Regions from separate parts of the Mus musculus genome. Here all the other regions are linked to region 1. The links are chromatin contacts, called in public ChIA-PET, capture Hi-C and promoter capture Hi-C maps. All regions are on one chromosome and are shown on one strand. The core of a region is the stretch at or near the end of the contact, and the rest is flanking DNA. Distances in the headings are between cores, read along the strand shown.

The links. ChIA-PET counts read pairs in DNA pulled down with a chosen protein or histone mark. Capture Hi-C pulls out chosen DNA fragments and counts their contacts.
Region 2: a capture Hi-C map of macrophages shows a contact between it and region 1, with 2.9 times the contacts expected there. The contact joins the promoter of E330017L17Rik here to the promoter of Tmem39b in region 1. A contact is called at or near these places in 14 of 39 promoter capture datasets (the C10 cell line, the HPC-7 cell line, cranial neural crest and 10 more), 2 of 484 Hi-C or Micro-C datasets (bone marrow-derived macrophages and cerebral cortex), 3 of 115 datasets of contacts at active chromatin or transcription factors (effector CD8 T cells and microglia) and 3 of 9 other capture datasets (adipose tissue, liver and macrophages).
Region 3: a promoter capture Hi-C map of adipose tissue shows a contact between it and region 1. The contact joins the promoter of Fam229a here to the promoter of Tmem39b in region 1. A contact is called at or near these places in 1 of 39 promoter capture datasets (neural stem cells) and 2 of 9 other capture datasets (adipose tissue and pancreatic islet).
Region 4: a promoter capture Hi-C map of adipose tissue shows a contact between it and region 1. The contact joins the promoter of Marcksl1 here to the promoter of Tmem39b in region 1. A contact is called at or near these places in 1 of 39 promoter capture datasets (liver), 1 of 115 datasets of contacts at active chromatin or transcription factors (pancreatic cancer cells) and 2 of 9 other capture datasets (adipose tissue and liver).
Region 5: a contact with region 1 is called in an RNA polymerase II ChIA-PET map of memory CD8 T cells, with 95 read pairs. The contact joins the promoter of Hdac1 here to the promoter of Tmem39b in region 1. A contact is called at or near these places in 4 of 39 promoter capture datasets (the C10 cell line, embryonic stem cells, macrophages and 1 more), 2 of 484 Hi-C or Micro-C datasets (LSK cells and forebrain), 2 of 115 datasets of contacts at active chromatin or transcription factors (embryonic stem cells and memory CD8 T cells) and 3 of 9 other capture datasets (adipose tissue, liver and pancreatic islet).

What each region holds. Positions count from the first base shown.
Region 1 is chr4:129,695,573-129,698,116 of GRCm38.p6, reverse strand. It overlaps Tmem39b (transmembrane protein 39b), which reads left to right and starts at 1,272. Exons shown (of 9, transcript NM_199305.2): 1 at 1,272-1,402. The coding sequence starts at 1,399.
Region 2 is chr4:129,904,958-129,907,501 of GRCm38.p6, reverse strand. E330017L17Rik (RIKEN cDNA E330017L17 gene) reads right to left here and starts at 1,276. Exons shown (of 3, transcript NR_045190.2): 1 at 888-1,276.
Region 3 is chr4:129,489,920-129,492,463 of GRCm38.p6, reverse strand. Fam229a (family with sequence similarity 229, member A) reads right to left here and starts at 1,274. Exons shown (of 3, transcript NM_001085491.2): 1 at 1,129-1,274; 2 at 903-1,049; 3 at 508-772. The coding sequence starts at 1,265. The coding sequence ends at 670. Tssk3 (testis-specific serine kinase 3) reads left to right here and starts at 1,694. Exons shown (of 2, transcript NM_080442.2): 1 at 1,694-2,002. The coding sequence starts at 1,858.
Region 4 is chr4:129,512,299-129,514,842 of GRCm38.p6, reverse strand. Marcksl1 (MARCKS-like 1) reads right to left here and starts at 1,262. Exons shown (of 2, transcript NM_010807.4): 1 at 927-1,262; 2 at 1-126. The coding sequence starts at 1,013.
Region 5 is chr4:129,541,373-129,543,916 of GRCm38.p6, reverse strand. It overlaps Hdac1 (histone deacetylase 1), which reads left to right and starts at 1,271. Exons shown (of 14, transcript NM_008228.2): 1 at 1,271-1,336. The coding sequence starts at 1,288.

The sequences.
Region 1 (2,544 bases), core at 23-2,522:
AAATCTTTGGGCCCCAGTGAGGGGGGTTGACTGGTGCGAGCACAGGTCCTAAAAATTCAATTCCCAACAACCACTTGAAGGCTCACAACCATCTTTACAGCTACAGTGTACTCACATAAAATTAAAAAAAAACTTAACAATAATATAAAGATTGCTTATGAGGCTGAGAATATAACTGAATGATAGAACACTTGCCTAGCCTGTATGAGGCCCTAATTTTAATCTCCTACCCTCACCCCCATAGACTGCTTATTAGTCTTGCAAGGGAAGAAATTACACTAACAATAACAGTAGCTACTTGCTTCCTCTGTTAAGTGTTTGCCAAACATGATGGCTAACACTGATTAAAACAGGTACTACATGGATTGTCTCATTTAATCTTCCATGCCTACAAGATAATTTGTGCTTGCATTAGGTTTGATTTCCATCCCTGAATAAATCTGTCATAGTGAGAGTAATAATTCCGACACTATGAAGCAGGATCAGAAATTCAAGGACATCCTCTAATCCATAGCAAATTCAAGGACAGCCCAGGCTACCAGAGGCTCTGTCTTAAAAACCAAAATCAAAGGGCTGGCGAGATATCTCAGCAAGTAAAGGTTCTTGTAGCCAAGCCCGATAGCCTACGTGTTAGGCTACATGGTAGAAGAACCAGTACTACTACCAGTTGTCTTCCCAAGTCCACTGCTCTGCGCATCCCTCCCTCTCTCCGGCACACCAAATTCTAAAATGTTAAGAACCCTAATAGGCGGTTATTATTAATACCCATTAACACTATTTCGAAATTTGAAAATGGCAGGCACAGGTTCTTAGCTAAGGTGGTGGCAGTGAAATCAACAGTGGAGAACATGAGAATCAAACATGAGAAATGGATAGAGTTTAGGGTCATCAAGATGAGGCCAAAAATTGGATATAGAGTTTTGGAGGAAAGGGGAAGTGACTCGTAGATTTTGACTGGGGTGGGCCAAAGCACACTAAAGCCTAAGAGTTCTGAAAGCCCAGTTTGGGACTCGCTGAGTATGAGGTGACTGTGTTGTACAAAAACAGGACTTCACTAGAGGCAAAAGGCCGCTCTGGTGTCCTCCTCTAAGTCAGAACAGGGTGAAGAAACACGGGAGGTGGGTTCGCCCGCTCCAGAATCTCTTGAGCAGCAGCTGCGGGAAAGGCGTGGGGAAAGGCAAGACAAAGAGCGTTAGCACAGCTTTTGTCCAAACGGCCCCTTTAAGAAGCGCGCTCCCGACTCCCAGCCCGCCTAGCATGCAAATTGAGCAGCCGGAGGGAGCGTGCGGCTGATACCCGGCCCGGGCTGCGGCGGTTAGTCCTCTCTCGGCCGCCGTCGCCTCCGACATATTGCCCGCAGGAGCTGCGGCGGTGAGCGGAGAGCGCCGGGGGAAGGAGATGGGTGAGCAGAGCTGGCTGGGCTCGTTCGGGGGTCGCGGGATAGCGGGGAGCCTGGCTGCGAACTGCCTCCCCACGCGGACCGGAGTCGCGGGCAGGGGGAGGGGGAGGGGAAGGGACGCGGCGCAGGCGGGACCCCGCCCCTCCGGTCCTGAGGGGGCGGGTCACCGCTTGGTAGGCGGAGCTTCCAAAAGGGAGAGGGGCTCGGAGGGGCTCAGGCTTTCTTTGGGGCACACAATTCTCCTGTCTGCAGATGGGGGCCGGGCACTCTGGTGGGAGGGGCTGAGAGCTTAGGGTTCGCCTTTTGTGATTGCCGGTGGGGGAGAGAATTTTCTGGACTATAGGGGTTTACACTGAGAGCGGTGGGGCCGCAGGGACACCTAGCCCACCAAGGGAGTCCATTCCGATTCAAGCTTCCAGTCCTAGAGAGCATTGCCCGGCTTGTGGGCGGGGTCTTGGGGTTGACAGTTGTGTGTGGGCGGGGTTTCTGGGCTAGGGGCTTTATGTGGGTGCCGAGCTTCTAAAAGATAGTGGGTGTGGGCAGAGTTCCTGGGCTGAGGGTGTGTGTTGGGGGGGGGGGTTCTAAACCAAACCAAATATAACAGCGTGTGAACAAAGCTTCCGGTTTGGGGCTTGAAGTCAGCTTTCTGGACATGCATATTGTGAAGAGCTGTCAGAAAACCTTCAGAGATAGGAAAGCTTGGGCACCGTGTGTATGAATGGAGGCTACTGTGTTGCTGTGAGGAAGTTGAGGAAGTTATAACTTCGATTAAGGGTTTGGGAGCTAAGTGCAGGATGCTGCCTAGGATCTTAGGCTAGACTACTAAGCTTAGGGAATATAGTTTTGTAAAATCTTAAGTTTGAGATTCCCAACCACAGCGCTCTTTCTAAGGCCATTCTGACGTTAAGGCCAGGCCGTGGGTCATTGAGTTAGATCTCAGGGCCCTGGAGGGAAAACTTGTCTCAAACCTGACCAGATTGTAGCGTCTGGAGACTCAGATCCAGATAAAATCCAGCAAATACCAGCGCTGAGCAGCTCAGGACTCAGGCTCTGAAAATCTTACCAAACTGGTCCAGTGAACCGGATTAAGGGAACTGGCAGTAAAAATAACAGTCTGGTAGCACATGCCTGTCATCCTGTCATCC
Region 2 (2,544 bases), core at 27-2,526, 210 kb before region 1:
CCTAGTGAAAATGAGGGAAGTCAGGGATGGAGAGATGGCCCAGTAGGTGAGAGCGCTCACTATACAGGTCTGAAGATAAGAGTCTGAATCTCAAACACATACACAAAGAAGTAGGATTGGCCACATGTGCCTATAACCCCAGTGGCTGCAAGTGTCAGAGACAGGAGGATAGCTGGAAGTGGCTAGCTAGCCTTGCTAGAATTTAATTTAAAAAAAAAAAATTTAAAAAGTGAAACAAGGGGCTGGAGAGATGGCTCAGCGGTTAAGAGCACTTCCAGAGGTCCTGAGTTCAAATCCCAGCAACCACATGGTGGCTTACAACCACCCATAATGAGATCTGATGCCCTCTTCTGGAGTGTCTGAAGACAGCCACAGTGTACTTATATAATAAATAAGTAAATAAATAAATCTTTTTTAAAAAAGTGAAACAAGGCAGAGAGTTATAGAGGACATCTGACCTCCTCCTCTGGCCTCCAAACACACACACACACACACACACACACACACACACACGCGCGTGCACACACATGGAAAAATGAGGGACTGATCAAACCATAAGTAAAAATATCTTATAAAACCAGATGAATTCTATCTATCCATCTATGTACCAGAAGTGAAGGATTCTGACCCCTGGATGAAGAATTTATTTAATAAATACAATTAGAAAAAGTACAAAATTTGAATTCCACCTCGGGCGCACTCAACACCCGTACGAATAAAGTCCCTTTGATTGTAAGAACTAAATGTAAAAAGCAAACCCCAGAACAGCACTAGAAGAAAAATAAGAAAAACATCTAAATTTGACTAAAAACAGTTAACTTGCAAGTGACAGAAGACTCTGTGAATAAAGTTAAAAGATGACAAACACACGAGGAACACAAACGTACCACAGACATCCGGGAACGCCGCAAGAACACAACTTGAAATAATAATAATATGGCTTTCATTTTCCCCGCGTCCTCGCGTCAATCAGAGGCTCCACTTTACCTCAAGGAGAACTGGAGCTTTACTGCGAGAAGATAAAGAGAAAGAGACAGCCAGCATCCCCTCTCATTGTCTCAGGAACTTCGCAGCCAGTCCACTGAAGCCCACATCAGAAACTACGCTTTGGAAAAGCCGAGCCTTTGATTCGAAAGGACTGCTCTGGCAGAGGGAAGAAAATGTTCTTGAAAATCAAAAGGGAAGGTCCCGGGGAACACTGGAGATAAATGTACCCCTTAACTAGATATCGAACATGACTTGAGAAGACCCGGGCTGTGTGCCCCTGAGGAAGTGCGCCGGGCACTGGGCAGGCAAGTGGGACTGAGCCGTGACCTTGGCAGAGGTCACGGGATGTGGGAGGAGAAAATTGTCGCTGCAGGACTTCAAAGTGGGGCAGTCAGTGCTTACAGGTCGCCTACCTCCCCCGGTGCCCCACCCACTCAAACATCTGGAACTGCTAGGATCCAGGCCACCCACTTCCCACATCTGGCTGATCCTCTCTGTAGCTTCAAGTGTCTGCAACAGGCCACCTTGGCTGGAGGGCAACAGTAGCCACTCAGCTCTTCACTATCTGCTGTGGACCTCCAGAGACAGGGCCTGAGGTGCTCAGCTGTTGTGATACCCACCCACCCACCCACAGCTCAGGCTTTTCTGGGGAGTCTCACAGGCCCTCTCCCCACTCATTTATCAGAGAGCAGGATTGTTGACATCCACAGGAGAAGCCATAGTATGGAAGTGAGTATCTCCCTGCAACTTGAACCTGGGTAGAAGAGGGTAGATCGGGGTAAAAGTCTACCCTGGCTGAATAGTTCTACAATTCAGAAAAGGCCCCACCTAATCAATGAAAAGATCCCCAACCCAATAGAAAAATGAGCAAAAGATAAAAAAAATGAAAACTTGATATTAAAGGAACATAGTAGAAAGTCACACCTGGAATCCTAGCACTTGGGCCACTAAAGCAGGATTGCAAGTTCAAGGCTGACTTGAACTACATTTGGAGACCCTGTCTCAAAACCCCACAATAAGGGCCAATGAGGCAGCTCAGCAAAGACACCGCCCACCACAGGAGCCACTACAACATTCAATGTACGAATATGTGGTAGAGAAAGAGTAGAAAGGAACTGCCTGATGTCGGCAGCCTGCCCTGCTACCTGAGGCCATGGGGACCTAACTTCTAGCCCACATTACACTGAGGGCCATGTCTGTGTCCCCAGGAGAGCAGCAGCAGAGGTCTGTGTCCATGCTTACAGCTCATATTACCACCAAAGTCCATGCAGAGATCCCTAGTCTGGGCTGCTGCCTGGGACCAAGGGTTGTGCAGACCTGGTCCCGCCCCTCACTGGGGCAATCAGAAGAGCAGGCCTTGCACCTCCTCTGGGTAGCACAATAGAGCTGGCCATGGGGTTAGGGGGACCAAGTGAGGGGCTCATGGGTGTGTGGGGAGGTAGCTCCACCCCTCATCTGCCAAGAGGTGGAGTGGTCACAGGAGAGATGCCCTTCCTTCCTCAAACCTGCCTATGTTAAGCCAGAGGCTGGCCAGAGGTCTGTAGAGCAGGAGAGCCA
Region 3 (2,544 bases), core at 25-2,524, 210 kb after region 1:
TGTAAGTACACTGTAGCTGTCTTCTGACACACCAGAAGAGAGCATCAGATCTCATTACGGATGGTTGTGAGCCACCATGTGGTTGCTAGGATTTGAACTCCGGACCTTTGGAAGAGCAGTCGGGTACTCTTACCCACTGAGCCATCTCACCAGCCCATCAGTCTTTTATTTATTTATTTATTTATTTTCTACATCGGCTGCTCATCTTTCCCTTTCTTGCTTCTGTCCCAAGCTGCTCTAAGCTGCCAGTGTCCCGCAGAGAATGAAGATTTCATTGGCAAAGCCAAGACAAGGAAGAGGAGACTGACAGCTGGGTGAAGGGAAAGTAACCACCAAGAAAAAAACGCCTGGAAGAGGGTGACGACCCCCTAAGTGGGAGGTGGGCAGGGAAGTGGAGGCGGGTGGAAGTCTGGTCTAAGAGTGGAGGTAGCCCAAGAGTGATACTGGCTGGGTCCGAGAAGTCGGTGGGCCCGATCCGACGGATACACATACACGGCCAGCCCGGAATGGAAAGAACAGTTTATGCTGTGCTTTATTAAAATGTGCATCATTCTTTTATTTTAAAATGTGCATCATTGTCTCGTGCTCGGCGCGTGCGACCTCAGCGTGGTGGCCCGCGGCTGGCCTCGTCCGTCCCGGCTCCTGCAGAGCTGCCGTGCGCAGGCGCACTCAGGTAGCACGGGCCCGGGGGCTCCCGCCCATGGCCAGGTAGACGTCGATGGGCACGTGCAGCAGCGTCAGACAGTGGCAGCCCGGGCAGCGTCGGAGCGGCCTGGCGAAAGCGGCAGGCGACAGGGGGCGCAAAGTGTTGGGGCGCGCCAGGGGATGCGCCTGGGATCTTTGGGGGTAGGGCCCTGGGGATGGCGATGGGGCAGGGCCGAGGGGTGGGACGACGGACTCACCTGACAGGGTTTTGATCCGTAGCTACAGGCTCCGGGCTATCCTGGGACTCGGGGGCGGAGGCAAGGCCAGGGGAGTCTCCGGCCTCAATGGGGAATCTTCGACCCTGTGGGGTCTCCTGGGCACTCATGTCCAGGCCCCGGGGCACTCTGTATAGGAGTGGCGGTCAGGCAGCTCCGGGCCCCTAGATGCTCCCTGCCCGTGCCCGTCTCCTGTGTCGTGGCTTACCTGCCAGAGGCCGAGGCCGGTCCCAGGCTGGAAGCAACTGCCCGAGCCCTGGCCACGGGAGGACGCTCCGGTCCAGGCGGAGCCTGGCAGGTGTCTGCTGCGCGCCCGGGCCCCAGCGTCGAAGGGGAGGACTGCATTGTGACCCCGATCTCTGCGTGCTGACCTCACACAGCCTGTTCCTCGCTGGAATTCTTAGGCAGTCCCAGAGCGTTCCGGCATTTAGTGAGGGCCCGGGCCTGAGGCCAGAGGGCTCTGGAGATCGCACCTTGGTGACCAGTTTGCACTCTTTCCCAACAGCTGGATGGGGACTTCGGAGGTGAGGGCGACCTGCCTGGAAGCGGAGCCCACATGGAGAAGGCCCGCCTCCCTGACCTACGCGGCCACCCAGGCCCGTTCCCCAGCATCGCTACCACTCTGCGCCTTGCTCAAGACTGACTTAACCCATGCTGGATTTGCTGGTGGTGGCGAGGGAAAGTAGGGACACTGCCCATGTTGTCTGAGGGTCACACAGCATTTACATCACAATTGGGCAGGAGTTTAAAAATGTCTGGTCCTCTCCCTCCCCACCACCTGTGGCTGTGTCCAGACGGAGAATGTTCTAGCCCTGGAGGCAGCTGTGAATGAAGTCCTTGGGGGGAAAAGAAGCAGGCCGAGGGCGATGGTGGAGTAGAGCTGCCTCGCAGAGGCAGCATGAGCTGAGAGGGTGACAAGAAGGAGGCGCTACACAGCATGGAGGACTTTCTACTCTCCAATGGGTATCAGCTGGGCAAGACCATTGGGGAAGGGACCTACTCAAAAGTCAAAGAAGCATTTTCCAAAAAACATCAAAGAAAAGTGGCAATTAAAATTATAGACAAGATGGGAGGGCCAGAAGGTGAGCTGGGGTCCTTGGGAGGAAGGGTGGGCTAGCCAACACGGGTAGGCCCTTTCCTCAGAGCATCTCTTCCTCCCTTTGAGTCAGGATGGCAGAAAGCAAGTCAGATTCCTGCCCTAAATAGAAGGATGTAGGGAAACCAGGATCCTCACACCTTTCCAGAGCCACAATCGTAGCACAAGAAAAAGAAAGGGTCCTAAACCGGGCGTGGTGGCATGCGCCTTTAATCCCAGCACTCAGGAGAGGCAGAGGCAGGTGGATTTCTGAGTTCGAGGCCAGCCTGGTCTACAAAGTGAGTTCCAGGACAGCCAGGGCTATCCAGAGAAACCCTGTCTCAGAAAACAAAATAAAAAACAAAACAAAACAAAACAAAAGGTCCTCAGTTTTTCCTGTCCCAAGAGGCGTTGGCCAGAAGACAGCAGGAACTGGTACCCTGCAGGTGGAAGAGGGACAGGACAATAGATCCCTGGAAAGAATAGTGAGATGCAATAGCTTTGAACTTCCCAAATCCCTCATCTGTGGTCTCACAGGCTGCTGGGAGG
Region 4 (2,544 bases), core at 13-2,512, 180 kb after region 1:
GCTAGGGGGCGCTGGCTCGATGGCATCACCAGTAGCCCCAGCTGCCTCATCTGTTCCGTTCACGGGTGGTGACTCCCCTTCACCCTTGGGGGTTAAGTCTCCATTGCTTCTCACGTGGCCATTCTCCTGCGGGGCAGAGGGGACAGCAGTGAGGGCCCGGGCCCTTCTTCCCCTCCCCCAGCCCGCTTCTGGCCCCTCGCAGGCCACCGCCGACATCCAAAGGCAACCAAGTCTGGCTTTGGCCTCACTCCCATCCAACATCACCCTCACCCCTCACAGGCGCGCAGGGACGAGCGCAGCCAGCAGGAGGCGCTGGGGTTCGGGCCCCCACCCCCCTCCCGCGGGGCGCGCTCTCTATTTTCCGCGCGGAACCTCACCGGGCCTGGATCCTTCGCCGGCGGGCCAGCCTTGCCCAGCACTACTGGGCGGGAAGCAGCCCTGGGGCGCTGCCTCCCCGCACCTGGACGGCCTATTTTCCCAGGCTTGCGCTTTGTGTGATCAGCCCCCACCCACCCCAGAGTCTCCCCGCATCTCTGCTCCCCACCGCTTCAAAAGCCACCGCGGGCTGCCGGGATCGGGGCTCCAGATGGGGCGCCCTGGGCGCCGAGTACCATCCCCACGGCCCTAGACGCCCCCTTGGTGCGGCCTAGCAGCGCCTTTGTTCCCGCGCGGCCTTCGGGGCGGCCTGGGGGCAGCGCCCGCGGGCCGGGCGCGAACAAAGAAGGCGACGAGCCCGGCCGGCGCCCCCTCCCGCCCCTCCCCTCGTTCGCCCGCGGGGGCTGCGGCGCCGAGAACAAAGGGACCGGGCGGGGGAGGGGGCGCCGCGTGTCCCGGGCCGGACAAAGCGCGCGGCCCCGGCCCTGGGCCCCAGAGGGGGCGAGGCCGGCGGGCTGGGGGCCGGGATCCGCCGCTCCGAGCGCACTCACCTGTCCGTTGGCCTTCGCGGGGGAAGCGCCCGCTGCCTCCTCGGCGGTCACGTCGCCCCGGGGAGCCTTAGAGCTCTGGCTGCCCATGATGGGGGTCTGCTGGGGGCGCCCGGAGCCGCCCCGCGCTGGCGCCGCAGGGGATAGTTCGGCTGGGACGGCCCGGCGGGCAGAGGGGTGGGGCTGCGTCCGAGGGGGAGGGGTACGGGGGGCAAAGCGCACTGCACCCCCGCTCCGCAGCCGACCCGCTAGCTGCGCCCACTGCTGCTGCGCTCCGCGCCAGAATGCCGCCCGCCGCCCGCCGAGCCGCCTATATGTACGCGCCCGAGGCTCGGGGCGGGGCCGGACATTTAAATGAGCACCCAATCCGGGGTGGAGGCGGGGTCGGGCCCGGGTTCCTCTCGTGCAGTGGGCAGTGCCAAGCTGTCTGGTTCCCCCATCACTTGGGACGACCAGGGGCAAGTAGGGTTCAGTGTGGAAATGAGAGAGGTTCCCGGTCGGTCCGGGAGATGGACTGGGAGGAGGCCGTCGATGAAGAAGCACTCAGTCATCCCCAGCCCACTTTCAGCCTAACTCATACTTCACAGTGGAGAGGCCCCCAGTCCCTGGTTCTACACTGGCTCCTTGAACTCTTGGAAGGGCTCACATGTCCAGACTCGTCAGACGGCTGGTGCTGAGTTACACTCTAGAAATTTGTCCAAAACTCACGCGCCCGGACACAAACACACACCCACACACACACACATACCCTGAGTTCGGCGCCCCCTCAGGCCAGAATTCAAGTCCCACCCACGTCCCTGTCAGTCTATGTGCTGTGCGGCCACCCTGGGGGGCTGACCTAACTCAGGTCAAAATGGAGATCCAACAAGTCGGTTTTCTCAGTCTGTTGGTGGCAGCTCTTACTCCTCACAACCTAAATCCATCACCAGGTCTCTGTCTCTGTCTCTCTCTGTCTCCCCACTGCCGTGTGTGTGTGTGTGCGTGTGTGTGTGTGTGTGTGTGTGTGTGTGTGTGTGTGTGTGTGTTTGTGTGTGTGTGTCTTTGACCAGAAGGCATTGCATCTTCATCCCCCTTTGTAAGCAAAGAGCCTGGGGCGCAGAGATGTTTAAGTATACCTGACTTAGGCCTGGCTTCCCTCCCCTCGAGTCTGTGACCATACACTGAGACTTCCACATATAGGTAGGTACCATAAAGCCAGGGAGGCTCAACAGACTCCAAATACCCCTTCCTGAATGTGACAGGAATCGTTTGGATTTCTTCCACAACTGTGGCACACTATTAGGGATAAACCCCCAAACCTACCCTGTTTGAAGACCTGGTCCTTCTCTGTTTCCTTCTTTGGACCAGGTAGGCCAGTTAGAATCCCAGAGTCCTTGGCTGAGCCTATATATGTTTTCCGATGTGTACAGCTACTTCCTCTTGTCCCCCAATAGGAAAGGCTTCAGGCTAGAGGAAGCCGAAGGTTGTGAAAGAAAGGCTGATGTCCTGAACAGCTCAACCAATATGTCCCTCTGTCCTAGGAGAGGCCTCCTGGGAGACCAGAAGCTGTAAGGTGCAAACAACCCCAGGGCCTGAGAAATCAGGGAACTGCACACAGATGTGACCATAGCGGGATGAGGTG
Region 5 (2,544 bases), core at 22-2,521, 150 kb after region 1:
GTGTCTGAAGGCAGCTACAGTGTACTTAATAAATAAATAAATAAATAAATAAATCTTTAAAAAAAAAAAAGGCAGGTGTGGTGGGGCATGCCTTTAATCACAGCACTCCGGAGGCAGAGGCAGGCAGATGTCTGAGTTCGAGCCCAGCCTGGTCTACAAAGTGAGTTCCAGGACAGCCAGGGCTATACAGAGAAACCCTATCTTGAAAAACAAACAAACAAACAAAAAAGCAAAAACAAACGAAGAAACAACCCCGCCCCCCCACCCCCACGTCCCCCCCAAACAACAACTTAGGCTTTCAGTTTAGAAAAATTAAGTTCTGGGTAGGTGAGATGGTTGCTGCCACCATGCCTGACCCAAATTTTCTGGATGGATCGCCCCGCCCCCACCCAGAGCCATTACATAGGAACACTCCCTCCAACACTCCCTCCAGTAAATTAAAAACTAAACACCAAGTTCTGTTACTTTGTCACAGTGCTCGGGCATATTGGATTTTGTCTTTTTTTAAAAAAAATATGTACAATTGGAGACGGAATTTAATTTGTAACACTGAATAAGCTCTTCAGCTTTACCTGTAAAATTGTTTTGTTATTTTTTGAGACATGCTTTCACTACGGAGAGCAAGTTGGCCTCAGATTACAGAGATCTTCCTGACTCTGCCTCCTGAGTGCTGGGATCAAAGACATAGCAACCACGCCCAACTGAAAACGAGCTTTGACATTAAAAAAGAAAAGTCCGTCAGAACTTATGAGCACATAAAGGTCTTGCCCCACTACAGTAGGCCTCTGGATATTTTCTTTCTGTTCCTTGCCATTCATTTCTCTCTCCAGTTCTAATCCAGACCAAACCTAGTCTTTTAGCTGCGTGACCTTGCGCAAGCATCTTTCCCCGGGAAGCCTCGGCGTATTCTCGGTAAAACGAGAAAGTTGGCCTCTGATCTTTGCACACGCTCCCAACTGTGAAGCGGGCTGCAGAGTTTACGGAGCCGACTCCCTCTCCCGGGACTCGATGGTACGGCCCCCGGTCTCCCCCACCCCTCCGCGCCGGACTTTGGTACAGGCCCAGGGGGCCCGCGGTGGCTTCTCTAAGCTGCCCTTGCCCCCCGCCGAGTTCCGGGCCCGACCCCGCGCATGCCGATTGGTTAGAGTGAGGCCCGGGCTGTGCGGCTATAGGTGATCCCGGGGGTGGGCGGGGCTTCGAGGCCGGCCCCTCCCCCTGGTCGGACGCCGTAAGGAGCCGCGGGCGGGCGGGCGGACAGACTGACGGGAGGGCCGGGCGGCGAGCAAGATGGCGCAGACTCAGGGCACCAAGAGGAAAGTCTGTTACTACTACGACGGTGAGCTGCGGGTGGGCGGCGCGGGCCGGGCGTTGGGGAAAGGCTGGGGGAGGAGGCTGGGAGGAGGCTGAAGCCCCGGGGAGGCTGAGGGAAAGTCGAGGCTGAAGGAGGAGGTTGGAGAGAGGAAGTCGAGGCTGAGGCCGGAGATGAGGTGGGGGTCGTGGAAGGGGTAGTCTGCGGTAATCCCGGTGGCGGAGATTCTCGGGGAATCCGACCTGAAGTTGGAGTGGGATTCCTGGAGGGAAGCCTAAGTGGCGGCGGGGATCGGAATATGATGGAGACGGTTTGCCTGGATATCTTCCCCTGCTGAGAATACAAAGGTTTTTCACTGTCCCCATTCACTCTCTCTCTTTTTCTTTCTTTCTTTTGGTGAGTTCTGCAGGACTGGCCACTCATCCCCTCCCCCACTCCATCCCCCAAGTCTATGAGTAGGGCCTGCAGTTGCTAGTTGGGAAATGGGGCTCCCCGGGGATGCAAGAAGAGAGGTGCATGAAACTTGTTAAAACGACTTTTCATTGAGCCAGCGCGAGCATCTTACTCTGTCCTGGGTTGTGTTTCTGTTGGGGCTGGAGGGCTCATCGAGGCACATTTCCTGTGTTGAGTTCCCGTCTGAAGGGGGAGCTAGACAATGTCACAGGTATCTTTCGGTGTTAGCGCTGGGACAAGGGAATGTGGGGTGGAGGAGAACACAGCAGGAGCCTCAGCCCAACCTGAGAGGAGCAGGTTGTGTGTCAGTGCTTAGGACCCAAGAACTGGAGTTACAAGCCAGGCCCTGGCAAGTGGAGCCAACAGCAGGGGGAGGGGACAGCACCTTTATCTGAGAAAGGGTCTCACAGTGTAACTCAGCTGGTCTTGGATTAAGCCCCTTCTTCTTACTCTTGACTCCAGGCTTACACCACTTGGTCCAGCATTTGTGTTTTGGGAATAGCAGTTGAGTTGTTCAGGGGACATCTAGCCAGCCAGCCAGTAGGCGGTTGGCTGTTTAGATCTGAAATTTAGAAGACAGATATTTTTTGGTAATTGTCGGTATAAAATAATTCAGATAGTAATTTTAGCTGGATTAGAAAAGGGTGTTATAACTCCAGTTGTAGAGGGTGAAGAGCTATGTTGATACTTTTTTTTTTTTTTTGGAAATGGCCTCTGTGTAACCCTGGCTAGCCTGGAACTCACTTTGTAGACCAGGTTTGCTTCCTACTGGAAGAGATTTA